Regions from separate parts of the Mus musculus genome. Here regions 2 and 3 are each linked to region 1. A link is a contact called in public Hi-C and HiChIP or PLAC-seq data. All regions are on one chromosome and are shown on one strand. The core of a region is the stretch at or near the end of the contact, and the rest is flanking DNA. Distances in the headings are between cores, read along the strand shown. Region 1 has its middle 190 kb from the start of Gm31401. Region 2 has its middle 28 kb from the start of Gm31401. Region 3 has its middle 4.2 kb from the start of Gm31135.

Region 1 (3,922 bases), core at 952-3,451:
TACTATGTCCAATTTTCTGAGGAACCCCCAGACTGATTTCCAGAGTGGTTGTACAAGCTTGCAATCCCACCAACAATGGAGGAGTGTTCCTCTTTCTCCACATCCTCGCCAGCATCTGCTGTCATCTGAATTTTTGATCTTAGCCATTCTGACTGGTGTGAGGTGGAATCTTAGGGTTGTTTTGATTTGCATTTCCCTGATGATTAAGGATGTTGAACATTTTTTCAGGTGCCCTTACACTTTTTTTGTAAAGATTTATTTTTATTTTATGTGAATTGGTAGTGCATTGCCTCCATCTATGTCTGTATGTGAGGGTGGCAGATTCCCTGGAACTGATGTTATAGACAGTTGTGAGCTGCTATGTGGGTGCTGGAAATTAAACCCAGGTCCCCTGGAAGAGCAAGCGGTTAGTGCTCTTATCTTCTGAGCCATCTTTCCAGCCCTCTGATTTATACTTTTGTTCTGTGATGTGATTCTGTCACATATTTCAAGTTTCTAGTGTTGTTGTAAACAGATCACTAGATGCTGAGTGCCTCTAAACTTATTGTATAAAGACATGAAGTCAAGGAGCTAGACTGGTGTTGGGTTAGAGGGCAGATGCGAAGCCGCTACCAACAGATACGAAGTTTCCCAATTAGTTGGCAGAAATGATCTCAAGAAGATTATGCTGGTCATTGTAAAATAAAGCAAAAATATTAGATTGGTGTCTTTAATGGGTGAATGGAGTGGTATGTGAATTGTATCTCCATAAACATTTTCCAAAAAGATGTCTTCCAGGTTTGGATGTCAGGGTACTCATGGGATTGATCCAGGTGTCAGTGGGATTGTGCATGGTCTGGAAGCTCTCAGGACCAGTCATTTTCCTGATGCTCTGACTCACAGGCTATGTCCTTTGGCTCATGGGTTCTTCTTTTCATCAGCCTCATCACTGCAACCTTGTCAAACCTCTGCTTTGACCTTCTTCTTTCTTATGAGGATGTTTGGGATTTATTGGTATCCAAGTGGATGATTTGGGCGTGTTTATCTCATGTCAAAATCTTTACTGTCACTATATATGTGGTTGGGGGGAGGTCTATGGAGCTGGACATTCTTGGCCCTTCATGGGGAAGATGGGGATCACTGTTGCTAGATGATGATGGTGGTGGTAGTGGTGGTGATGATGAAGATGAAGATGTATATGAGGAACACTGAAGTGTAGGGGTGAGTGTTTCAGCTTCTCTGAGGAAACACACAGCTCCCTTTGCAGTGGGAAAGTTTGCTTCCTAAGCAGTCCTGTCAATTTAGACTTGTGATTTTTCATAAGAGATATGTGTGAGCATTTGAGGCCTGGCCTCTCTCCCCCACTGAGCATATAGGAAGTGACAGTGTGCTGACTTCATCTGAGTGGTGAGTTTATCAGAGTGCTGGCACCCTCCGAGTCTCCTCCAGCCAAGTAATTTGTACCATTCAAAATGCAGCTATTGTTAAGGAAATGATTTAAAGATGATTCACATGTTGATGGTATGTAGCACCTTCTGAAAGGATTTGTCAAATTTGCTGCTTTGCAGGGCTGCATGGAAGTCTGTGAAGATTCCCCTTTAAAAGGATTTATACAGAACTGTCTTGTCATTCAGGGTGTGGAACCAGACATTATGAAAGTGTTATCAATTCAGCTATATGACTGTTGAGCAACACTGCCTTTCAGGCTTGAAAATAGTAGGCCTTTTGGAATGGGGAGAACACCTTATAAGGAGATTCTCATCAAGAAAAATAGACACCTTTAAAGCAAATCTGATTTTTACCATGGGTTTTTAAGGTAGACAGAATGACAGTCTTCGCAAGGGTCATTTAGATGAACAGAAAGCTAAGATGGCCTGTGATGTTAAAGGTTTCCTCAGGCTGGAGAAATTCTGGCAAATGTTGGCAATCACCATCTAGGTATCCAGGCATCTAGGCCAATACTTTGATGCACTTTAGGAGTCTGCCTATATCCGTTTCATCTTACTGCCATACTGAGGGGCTCACAGAGTCATGGCAGACATAAACTATACTGGAAACAGACGCTGTCCCTCTGAGTCCTGCTGGCAGTGCTACCACTGGTGTGAAGGCTGGATCAAAAAATCTCACAGTTGGATCTGAGAGCCAGATGGCTTCCCAAGTAGGTCACAAGAATATCTTGTGTCTTGGTCTCTGGCTGCAGAATGTGTGAATAATGGGATCAAGCTTTTGAAAGTGCCAGACCTCAAATATTTCCGTATGTAGATAATTGCTGGCACTGATACCTGGCCTGATGAGTAACTTTCTAATTTTAAATTCCTTCAGAGAAGGATATTTCCCAACTTGAACAGCAGGAAGCAGGATTTCAGTTAGATTTAAAAGCTGGCTAATGGTAAGGAATGTTAAATACTGAAACCCGTCTTGATGGAGACAGTGATATCTCCTCTGGAGGTCTTTCATACAGTGGAGGTGTTGTATTCCTTGAAGGCAAAGGATGGTTTTAATATGATGAGTTTGCATGTCAATGTTGGCGAGCTCTACTTTCAGAAACTCTTTTGTCCTTTAGATGATTTGAACCTGAAATGTGCTTCCAAGAGTCATTCTTCAGATGCTGGCTACCCACCACATAGGGTTATTTTTGAAGGCTGTGAAGCCATCTGGAGGTAGGACATAGCTGGTAGATGTGGTCACAGGGCGTGCCTTTGCAGGTTATACCCTCCCTTCCCTCTCTATGATGAGCTGTTTTAACCAAGGCAAACTATTATTCTTTCATATTGTTTCTATCAGCATTGTGGTCACAGTGATGGGACAGTAGCTAATGCAACACCCCTTTAGGTAATGTGGTAGTCTTGTCTGTGTTCCTGCTCTGTGACAGCCAGTTACCACTTAGACATGAGACCCCTCATAATTATTTCTTGGTTTGTACAAACAAAAGTAGAGACTACTCTGAGGGCTTGCAACTTACCAGATATTAATTCTTGCCAAGGAACAGGAAATGTAGGCTTACCTGAGGATTCAGGCTATAGCACACTTTTGTTTAGAGCTCCATCCTTTCCGGTGTTCAGGGCAGAAGTGTTACATCTGTTGAGAGCTGATCTATAGAATTATACAACTTGTAAAAGGGTGATGCCTGCTGCAAGGGATCTGCATGTCTGTGTTGGAAGGTTGGGCCAGGAAAAAGGAACATATTGTTATTGATCTATAAGCTCAAGGACCAATCCAGCAAAAAGAAGAGATCACACCCCCTGGAAAGAAATGGTACCAACCTGGTGATTGCCTTTCAGAAAAAGGAAGATGATTGTGGCAGGAAGATTTGTTTGTTTCATTCTTCAGTGTCTATTGTCTCCCTGCTTGTTCACACAGAATAGTCAGTTGATTGTCTCTGGGGCTTCATCTGCTCCTGGAAACTGTATTTCTTTCCTGACATGACCTACACTGGAAGCCAGAGGCTGGCACGTGTTTTTATAGATGACCTTCAAAAAACCTAAAAACAGCACACTTATATCAAGGGTTATACAAGTCTAGGAGTACATGAGAGTAGATGGATAAATCAGGGGATGAAACACATAAAAACAAAAGATGGAGGTTAATAGTTCAATTTTAAAAATGAATGCACAGAGGCTACAGAAGGTGTGGTCCAAAGGGCCATGTTGCATCTTCAATTGGTAGCACGACTTCATACCAGCCCCCATATAATGATAGTCATCCCAGCATAAAAGATTCCAGAGTGAGAGGGTTGACATCATGGGTCTAGACAGTGGCAGAGTCTAGCAACATGTATCAAGATCAGATTTCCTGCATGGAAGTCTTAAAAGAGCTTTGGTTGACACTGAGGGTAAAACCATTTCTGGCATCTACAGCTAAATGAATAGGTATAAGAGTTTTTCTATTGTGAAGATACTATAGACATAGTGATAGTCTTGCCTCTTTATTCCTGCTTTATATA
Region 2 (3,922 bases), core at 906-3,405, 220 kb after region 1:
TATCCCATTTAGGACTGAACATTTAACAGTTTCTGATTCTCTTTACTTTGGCTAGTTTTGGCTCTCTGTGTTAATCACTAGCTACTGCAAATAACGTCTCTGGTGAGGGTTGACAGATGCACTAAGCTGTAGCTGTGTGGATTATTCATTATGAGTTGGTTTAATATTATTTGCATTTAATGATAGGTTCTACCCTACCCCTTGACCTTTGACCTAATTAGCCACAGGTTCTTTGTCTGATAATAATACTATATATGGGTTTCATACTGTGGAGTGGGATTTAAATCCAACGAAAGAGTGATTGGTTACTCCGGTGATCTTTATTACAGTATTATACCAGTGGGCATGTCATATAAGGCCAGTCATTACTGTAGCTCACAGGTCTCACAGCTGGGTAGGATTCATGATTATTTTTCTATCTGAAAGTTTGCATGAATCTTCCAGCGTTAGGAAGGCTATCAGTAGGGAAAATGCTTCCAGGTCAGTTTAAGATTGATTTCTCAATATTCTATGACACAAGTGTAGTGTCTTTAGCAACTGGGTCTTAGAGTTAAGTCCTGGAGGGGAACCAAGAGAAATGCCTGTTGCCTGAATGTTTGTGGGGGGAAGTATGTGTGATTTCATAGACCAATAAGAAATCCGAGGTGAAAGTGGCCACAACTCTAAATAAATAACCAGTTCCTAGCATTGGTATTTGTATCAGTATGTGCTATCTAGAAGGGACATTGTTACCTCATTATAGGTTTTTGCATGTTAGTTCTTTTTATGTGTCATGTGTATACATAACACACACACACACACACACACACACACTCAAAACCTATTACTATAGAAGAATTTTGGAACTACTTTGAGAGCCCCAATGCTTCCTTAGGTTCAGTTCATCTTCTCTCCACAAATCTTAGAGAATTCAAATGCTTGCTATTCTCTTATGCCCCCATCCTCAGTTTCACTTAATGTGCCTCCACACCCCTGGGAGATTTTTTTTTTGTTTCTGATTTCTGCTGTTCCACTAGACCCACAGAATTCCTCATCATTACAGTCCAGGGTATTCCTGTTTAGTATATAATTCTATCTGTGCAGTAGTTAATATCTTTGCCATTGGTCCATGATGTATTCCTTCCTTTGGCAGCCCATGAAAACCTCCCTCTGCCTATGTCAAGTGTTGGGAGAGACTTAGCAATAGAGATGAAGAATTCATGTCTCTTGGAAGTGAATTAGCATATAAAAAAGTTAGAAGGGAGTTGTGTTGTGTCTTTGTGGTGGGGAATCACAGGATTAATATTTTACAGTTGAAAATTCTTGTTTTACACACTGTCCAGAACTATCTTAACCTAAGGCCAACATCACCTAATGTTAACTTCATATTCTATTCCCATTTCCCTGTGATTTCAAACCCAGCACCAGACGTCCTTTCGTAATTATTCATAGCAATGCTTTCCAATGTCTAAAGCAAAATTAATGTTGAACTTATCTTTTCCCCTCTCAAAACAGTGACTTATGTTTTTTCATTCATAATTATCTTATGGATTTTTAATTTGACTGTTTCCATAATTGAATCTTCTATTCCTTTTAAAATCCCCCAAATAATATTAAATAATCATTATCATCACACAGAAATTTGGCTGAACCAAGTTCATGTTCACAGATGACTGGCTAATACAAATACCTGTTTCATCTAATTAACTTCCAGTATTTTATGCCTATTGATTGCCTTGATTGATGAATAGATGCATAAATATATAAGTGGAGAATGTTTCCAATGTTGACTTTTTATTCATTTCCACTAGGCGTTTTTTCCTTCTGTGTCGGCTAGCAACTTTTTAGCAGATGGTGTTTTCTTCCTGGTTACCATTCTAGGAGGTACTCTGCATTTCTCAACATTCCTGGCAATTTTGAGGCCATGAGTGATTGAAAGGTCATTGGGCACTGAGTATGATGGATAGCAGAACAGAGTACAAAGGCGCTGTTATTAAGTTTCATTTACATTCTTGTGTTTTTATATCAATTACCAAGAAGAATACACATTTTTTATTATTGTTTAAATGTAAGTCATAAGCTTAGATAAAATCTGCCCCCAAGTTCTCTATCAGGAAAGCAAATAATAGCTCAGAGCAATTCCTTTGTATGCACAGTTAATCATTAATTTTATTAGGAAAGGGACTGCCTTGTTTCCACCCAGGACACCATGTTTCTCTCTATCCTTCTTACTCTCGGCCTTAGGTGAGTCAGTTTGTGATTACAGTGTCAGTAAGTCATTCATCATATCCTCTTGGCAATAGAACTCTTTTCATCAGAAAAATTTGCAGACTTGGGGTGGTTGAGCCTATCACCCATATTATTCAAGTTCTTGATTCACTGCAATCTTCCCTTAAAATGAGACATTTCTTCATTCTGGATCAAGTTAGAGTTTATCTGATGTAGTGTGCTAGACCAGCAATCTCATTTGTCTGATTCTTAATATACTTTAGAGATGATCCTAATCTTTGCTTTCATAAATAATAAAAATCAAGAATTTTACACACTCTCTAAGTTCACTGAGCTTTTTTGTTGATACAAGGCTGAAACCAGTATGTAATGAAAAGTTATAACTTTTCAATTCCTAGAATTGTATTTTTGATATATATGGGTGTATATTTGTTCCTGATGCTACTGTAGTAATGATGTATATATATATATATATATATATATATATATATATATATATACATATATACATATATAAAATATCTTTTAAGTTATTAATTGCAGTATTTTTATTGCAATATATATTTTACATATATTTTCAATCTACTTTAAGAAAAATGGCCATAAACATGATTAGAGTTCACAAAAATTCCAAAAATAAAAGCACAGAAAGTTAATTTTGGAGACTGGATATTTTTGTTGATAATTCCTTACCTTCACTCAGAAAGACAGAGAATTTCTCAGAGTTATAATAATGGCTCCAATACCGAGAGAAGCCTTTTTTTTGTGTGGCAGTCACTTGTTGCCTGCCTTGATGTTAGACGGCTGTGAAGGTTTCAGGGCACTTTGGATCAGTCCTCCTTTCTCAGTATGTTTTAAAACTTTAATATCTGAATTTTACATCCTGAGTGCAGTTCCTCTTCCCCCTTTCCTCCCAGTCTCTTTCCCTAAACCCTATCCATTTCTCTTCAACTCCTCTTCTGTGTCTCTTCAGAAAAGGACCATCCTGGACGGGTAGCACTCAGCAGTAAGACTAGGCACCTCTTTGCCTATTAAAGCTAGACACTGCAACCTAGAAGGAGGAAGGCAGTCCAGACACATGCAGCAGAGATAGCGACAGCCCCTGCTCCCACTGTTAGAAGTAGACCAAGCTACACAACTCTAGGGAGGGCTGAATTCAAGGCCCATGCAGCCTCCCTGGTTGGTGGTTCAGTCTCTTTGAGCCTCTCATGGGGAGCAGGGCCATCATGGAAGAAGGACAGAGTTTTCTCTCTGAACTTTAACACGTTTCAGGCTGCACAGAACCATCCTCCTCACACTATTCACATCCCCTTTTTGTGGTTGAGGGCTGGCTATACCTGGGAGCTAAACTACTGCTTCTGAGTCTGACACATCATTCAGAGTTAGAAACCTTAGTTTATAAAACTTCTATAGAGACAGCCTGATGAGATTTGCAATGATTCAGTTGTCTGGTCTCTGTGAAAATTGTTCCCTGAGATGTTCATTATTTCCAACTACATCTGATTGCTTCCTGGACAGACTAGCTGTTCCTGGAGGAACAATGCTGATAGAAAGAGGTGGTTCCATCAGGGATGCTCATGGCACTCATGGAGAATTGGCTCTTCTTTCTGAGGAAATAGAAGTGTTCTTACTACCAAGAGAACTTGATTGTCTCTTTGTGTGGCCAAGTACCAACTCTGTGAGTAGCATGCCTTCTGGAAACAGACCTGTCACC
Region 3 (3,922 bases), core at 973-3,472, 210 kb before region 1:
TCTATCAGGGGGAAATGGAGAAGCCCAAGCTTACCAAGTGCAGCTCTGGCCTGATAATGATAACGTACAGGGAACTTCAGCTGTTTGTCCAACTGGAGAAAAAGTAGGGGAGGAAAGAAGAGCGGCATGATGGAGACAGGACAGAGAAAGTAACATCAAATGTAAGAGCTGCACTAGGACTCTCTCCTCCCTCTTCCCTTTCTCCATATTGAGGATGGAAGCCAGGCCTTGTTCTTGCTAGGCAAGGCCTTTGCCACCAGCCCACGCAGCCAGCCTCAGGACTGGGAATCAGGGGAGGAAATGAAAAGACACACGACCTTCATAAAATGAAAGAGAGCCTGGCTACGTGGTCACAGAATGACGTCCACAGCTGGACACCAGAGTGGGAAAACGTCCTCCAGCTGTAGCCAAATCTGTTGTTTTCAGGACCCAGAAGTCACCAGGCCGGTGGTATTGGAGACAGGAGACAAGCGGGTAGGGATTCTCTTACAAGCCAGAGGTCTAGGGAGGCTAGAGTCTCCTCTTTGCCACTGTCCTGGAACTTAGTAGATGAGACTAGTCTCCTGGATGCCCTCATAATTCTGCAGAAAAAAAAAAAAACTCATGATTTTTTATTTTCTTTTCCTGGAAAGTGTAATTTGAAGGATTGTCAGAGGACAAAATTGAACCGTGGTCACAAAGGCTGTGCAGGAAGACCCAGGAGCATCATGGGGCCAGGGCCTTTGGTGTTTGCAGTTTTGTTTCAGGGAGACAAATGCCCCTGCTTTGATCAAGTGTCAAGTGTATGTGGCAAATTCCTCTGTGAAGGACCCCCTGGTATACTGCCTGCACACGCAGGCAAGCTGCCTGCAGGGAGGTGGGGGTTGGAGGTAAGCAAGCATCATTTGTTTTAAATTGCACCACGGTAGAAATCCATGAACTCAGGGCTGCCACAAGCATTCTGGGCACAAAGGAAAGCTGTGCAGAGGCTGCGTCTCTTTTGATATAGATTTTGCCGCCATTGTTCCAGGTGTCTCCGGAGAGAGCTTATTTCCATATGTATAGAGAAACGGAGTGCTTTCTCTTGCCGGTTAAAGTGTCACCGAATGTATTTTTAGCTATACATAAAGCAGCGGCAGTGTGAGGCATCTTACCGCCAGGGTCGCAAGGTTTGAACATCCTTTGCCACTGGAGGAATGCTAATGAGATGATTCTTCATTCCACTTATTTTAATTGCCAAACAACGCTTAATTCCCCACCCCACACCCCCGACTTAAAAAACAAAATCAAACAAATCCCTTTTTGTGTATAGCCAAGTTTGCCCTTGCAGGAGATGGGTGTTGCAGAAAGACCCCAATCGTCCTGTGCAGAAGGTTCTAGGCCTGGCCCTCTCCCTGTGCAGTTAGTGCGAGGTGTCAGTGTCTGCTCCCCTTTCCAATAGCTCGGAGGATGCTGAGAGGAGACGCCCGTGGTTGTCAGAGAAACACGGCGATATATTATTAGATCTTTCATAATTAGGCTTTGCTGATGTGTGCAAGAGCTTAATCAAAAACGTTATCACCCAGCCTGCTGCTGGAGGTGGGGGTTGGTGATGGTGGTGGGGGAATCTGGAAAGTCAAAGGCTGTTCCTCCCCGTGCTGGTTCTGTAAGATAACAAAGGCAAGACAAAGGCAGATGGCTCCTGCCTGTGGTTCTGAGCAGGCTCATGCTTTGGTTAATCACGTGACGTACGTGACAGTGGGTTCAGAAAACCTGAAGCCCCTCCTCGCTCCCAATTTCTGAGTCACTCCACCGACCAGGTGCTGACTAAGGCTGTGGGCTGTGGGAACCTCATTGAATGTGTCTGCCAAGCGTTTCCAGGTAGAGCTTGGCTCCCCGGGGGAGCTCTAGAAGTCCCTCCCTGGGTCACAGCAGGCCTGCCTGACTGCGAATTTCAAAGAGTGTATCTCAGCCCTTAGATAAACCTGGCTGGTGTCCCCTGGCAGCAAAGCTGGGGGAAGACCTCGGGGACAGCCATCCTGCAGCGCCCAGGGCTGTTTGGACAAACTGTGCTATGTTTTTTCTGCCCGTATCTGGGCATGCAGGTGAATCCTGGTCCCGCTGGTATCTTGGCTGGCCACTCTCTCTCAGGCTCTGCGGGGAGCTGGGGGTGCATCCCTGCAAACGCTCCAGCAAAGCTGTGCAAACAAACCCGGCCGATTAGTTGGACAGGCTCACTGGCTCGGGAGTGTGAGCTGGCCTGGCAGCCCTATGCTCTCAACCCTTTCCAGGCTGGGCTTGTTCCCAGAGCGCTCATCAAGGAACACACTACCTTACCCTCTGGATGCTGGGTGCTTGTGCATCTATGGGCAGGACAGGATACTGATTCTTGCCTTGGACTCTTTACATACAACATATCACACATTCATTCACACACACACACACACACACACACACACACACACACACATGTGCGCGCCACTCACGTTCACTACAGACTATACAGCATTGGGTCAGAAGCCGTGATGGCACGAGGCACATAAATTTTGTGTCTGAGTTATTTAACCCACCTCAGAGTTGCACAAGACCTGTGTCCTTGTCTTACACGCTGCGTCAGATAGAGGCTGGCAATTTCTGTGTTTAAAGGTTCAGTTTAACACCTATAAATAACCTGACGTTCTGAGCTTTTTGGGAGAGGCTGCTCAAACTGACTTGACTTTTTTTTCCCTCTCTTCTGCCTTTGGTTTGAAGTAAGAGTCAACTTGGTATAAAGAAACCTCGGGTCCCCTTTGAGGTGAAATCAGAGTGAATCAGAAAGAGTGATTACGCCCTTCTTTAATCAGAGACTCTGGGGAGGATTTTCTTTTAGGAGAGAAGCGTCAAGCCATGCTCTTTGAAAATTACTTTCATATTTTCTTGAGCAGTTCAGAGCAGGGAGAGTTTTAAGAGTTGTCATTTGCTCTTGGATATCAGGCGGCAGCCTCAGCCTTTTGTCTGAGCCCTTCCTTCTGTGTATCCGAAAGGACTTAGCTGGCCCCGGCTTTGTTGTGCACCACACAAGCTATCAAGTGACTAATGCCCTTGGAATCTCATGGAGACATTTATTCTGCCCCTGTTGCTATGAGCCCTGTGTTCTTTTGTGGAACCTAACAATATAGGTAACATATCTAAAGTATGACCCTGACCAAAGGAACTTAGTTTTAAGTAGCAATTGTAAAATCATTGTGTACACGTCACGGGCCTGTCAGGTCCATTCTCATTTTAGTGTTTCAAGTATGTTTGCGCTAGTGACGTGGGCTGATTAACCTGAAGTGAAGTTAAAGCATCAATAGAAAAGCTCACCCACATTCACACTGCAAGTGTTTATTAAACCAGTCTCAGCTACTTGGGGGAAGCAGTACTCCTTCAGGGAATTAAAAAAAAAAAAAAAAGGATAATCAATCAGGAATTATTCAATGAGCTGACAAAAACAGCATTACAGGTCAAAAGTCCCCCTGTTATTTAAAATAGACGATCCATTTTCAAGTCAAGAGTTTTTCTCTGTATTGCCCTGGCTATCTTGGAACTAACTCACTCTGTAGACCAGGCTAGCCTGGAACTCAGAGATCCACCTGCCTCTCCTCCCAAGTGTTGGGATTAAAGTTTATGTTAATAAATAGCTTTTAAAATTAGCATTTCCTGTCTGCTTCCAAAAATTTGGTTCAAATTCTTCTCCCAGTGCTTGGAATGTTAATTTGGTGACTAGCAGAGAAAGTGGTGTGTGTGTGTGTGTGTGTGTGTGTGTGTGTGTGTGTGTGTGTTTGAGACAAGATCTTACACAGAGTCACAGGCTGGTCTGAAAACCACTACAAAGTAGCCCAGGCTGGCTGGCTTCAAGTTGTGGAAACCCTCCTGTCTCCACCTCCAGAGTTCTGGGATTGCAGCCATGAGCTCTGATGTCTGGCTAGGAAATATGGTTTTGTCA

What was found. Hi-C and Micro-C count contacts between places; a contact is called where the count stands out from the background. HiChIP or PLAC-seq counts read pairs in DNA pulled down with a chosen protein or histone mark.
Region 2: a Hi-C map of pancreatic cancer cells shows a contact between it and region 1, with 4 times the contacts expected there. The contact joins two enhancer-like sites. A contact is called at or near these places in 5 of 484 Hi-C or Micro-C datasets (the G1E-ER4 cell line, adipose-derived mesenchymal stem cells, cortical neurons and 2 more).
Region 3: a contact with region 1 is called in a FOXA1 HiChIP or PLAC-seq map of pancreatic cancer cells. The contact joins two enhancer-like sites. A contact is called at or near these places in 1 of 15 datasets of contacts at CTCF or cohesin (the NIH/3T3 cell line), 2 of 484 Hi-C or Micro-C datasets (both in cerebellar granule neurons) and 1 of 115 datasets of contacts at active chromatin or transcription factors (pancreatic cancer cells).

The regions. Positions count from the first base shown.
Region 1 is chr8:8,272,715-8,276,636 of GRCm38.p6, reverse strand. No RefSeq gene overlaps it. Among named protein-coding and RNA genes, the nearest start is that of Gm31401, 190 kb to the right of the region's middle. Within about 2 kb of position 2,201, at least 52 of the 459 cell types and tissues checked have an H3K27ac peak or open chromatin away from gene starts, as enhancers often do. A contact at or near this core is called in the NIH/3T3 cell line and pancreatic cancer cells, where this site is marked.
Region 2 is chr8:8,052,709-8,056,630 of GRCm38.p6, reverse strand. No RefSeq gene overlaps it. Among named protein-coding and RNA genes, the nearest start is that of Gm31401, 28 kb to the left of the region's middle. Within about 2 kb of position 2,155, at least 13 of the 459 cell types and tissues checked have an H3K27ac peak or open chromatin away from gene starts, as enhancers often do. A contact at or near this core is called in pancreatic cancer cells, where this site is marked.
Region 3 is chr8:8,486,976-8,490,897 of GRCm38.p6, reverse strand. No RefSeq gene overlaps it. Among named protein-coding and RNA genes, the nearest start is that of Gm31135, 4.2 kb to the right of the region's middle. RefSeq lists an enhancer at 1-2,844. Within about 2 kb of position 2,222, at least 143 of the 459 cell types and tissues checked have an H3K27ac peak or open chromatin away from gene starts, as enhancers often do. A contact at or near this core is called in the NIH/3T3 cell line and pancreatic cancer cells, where this site is marked.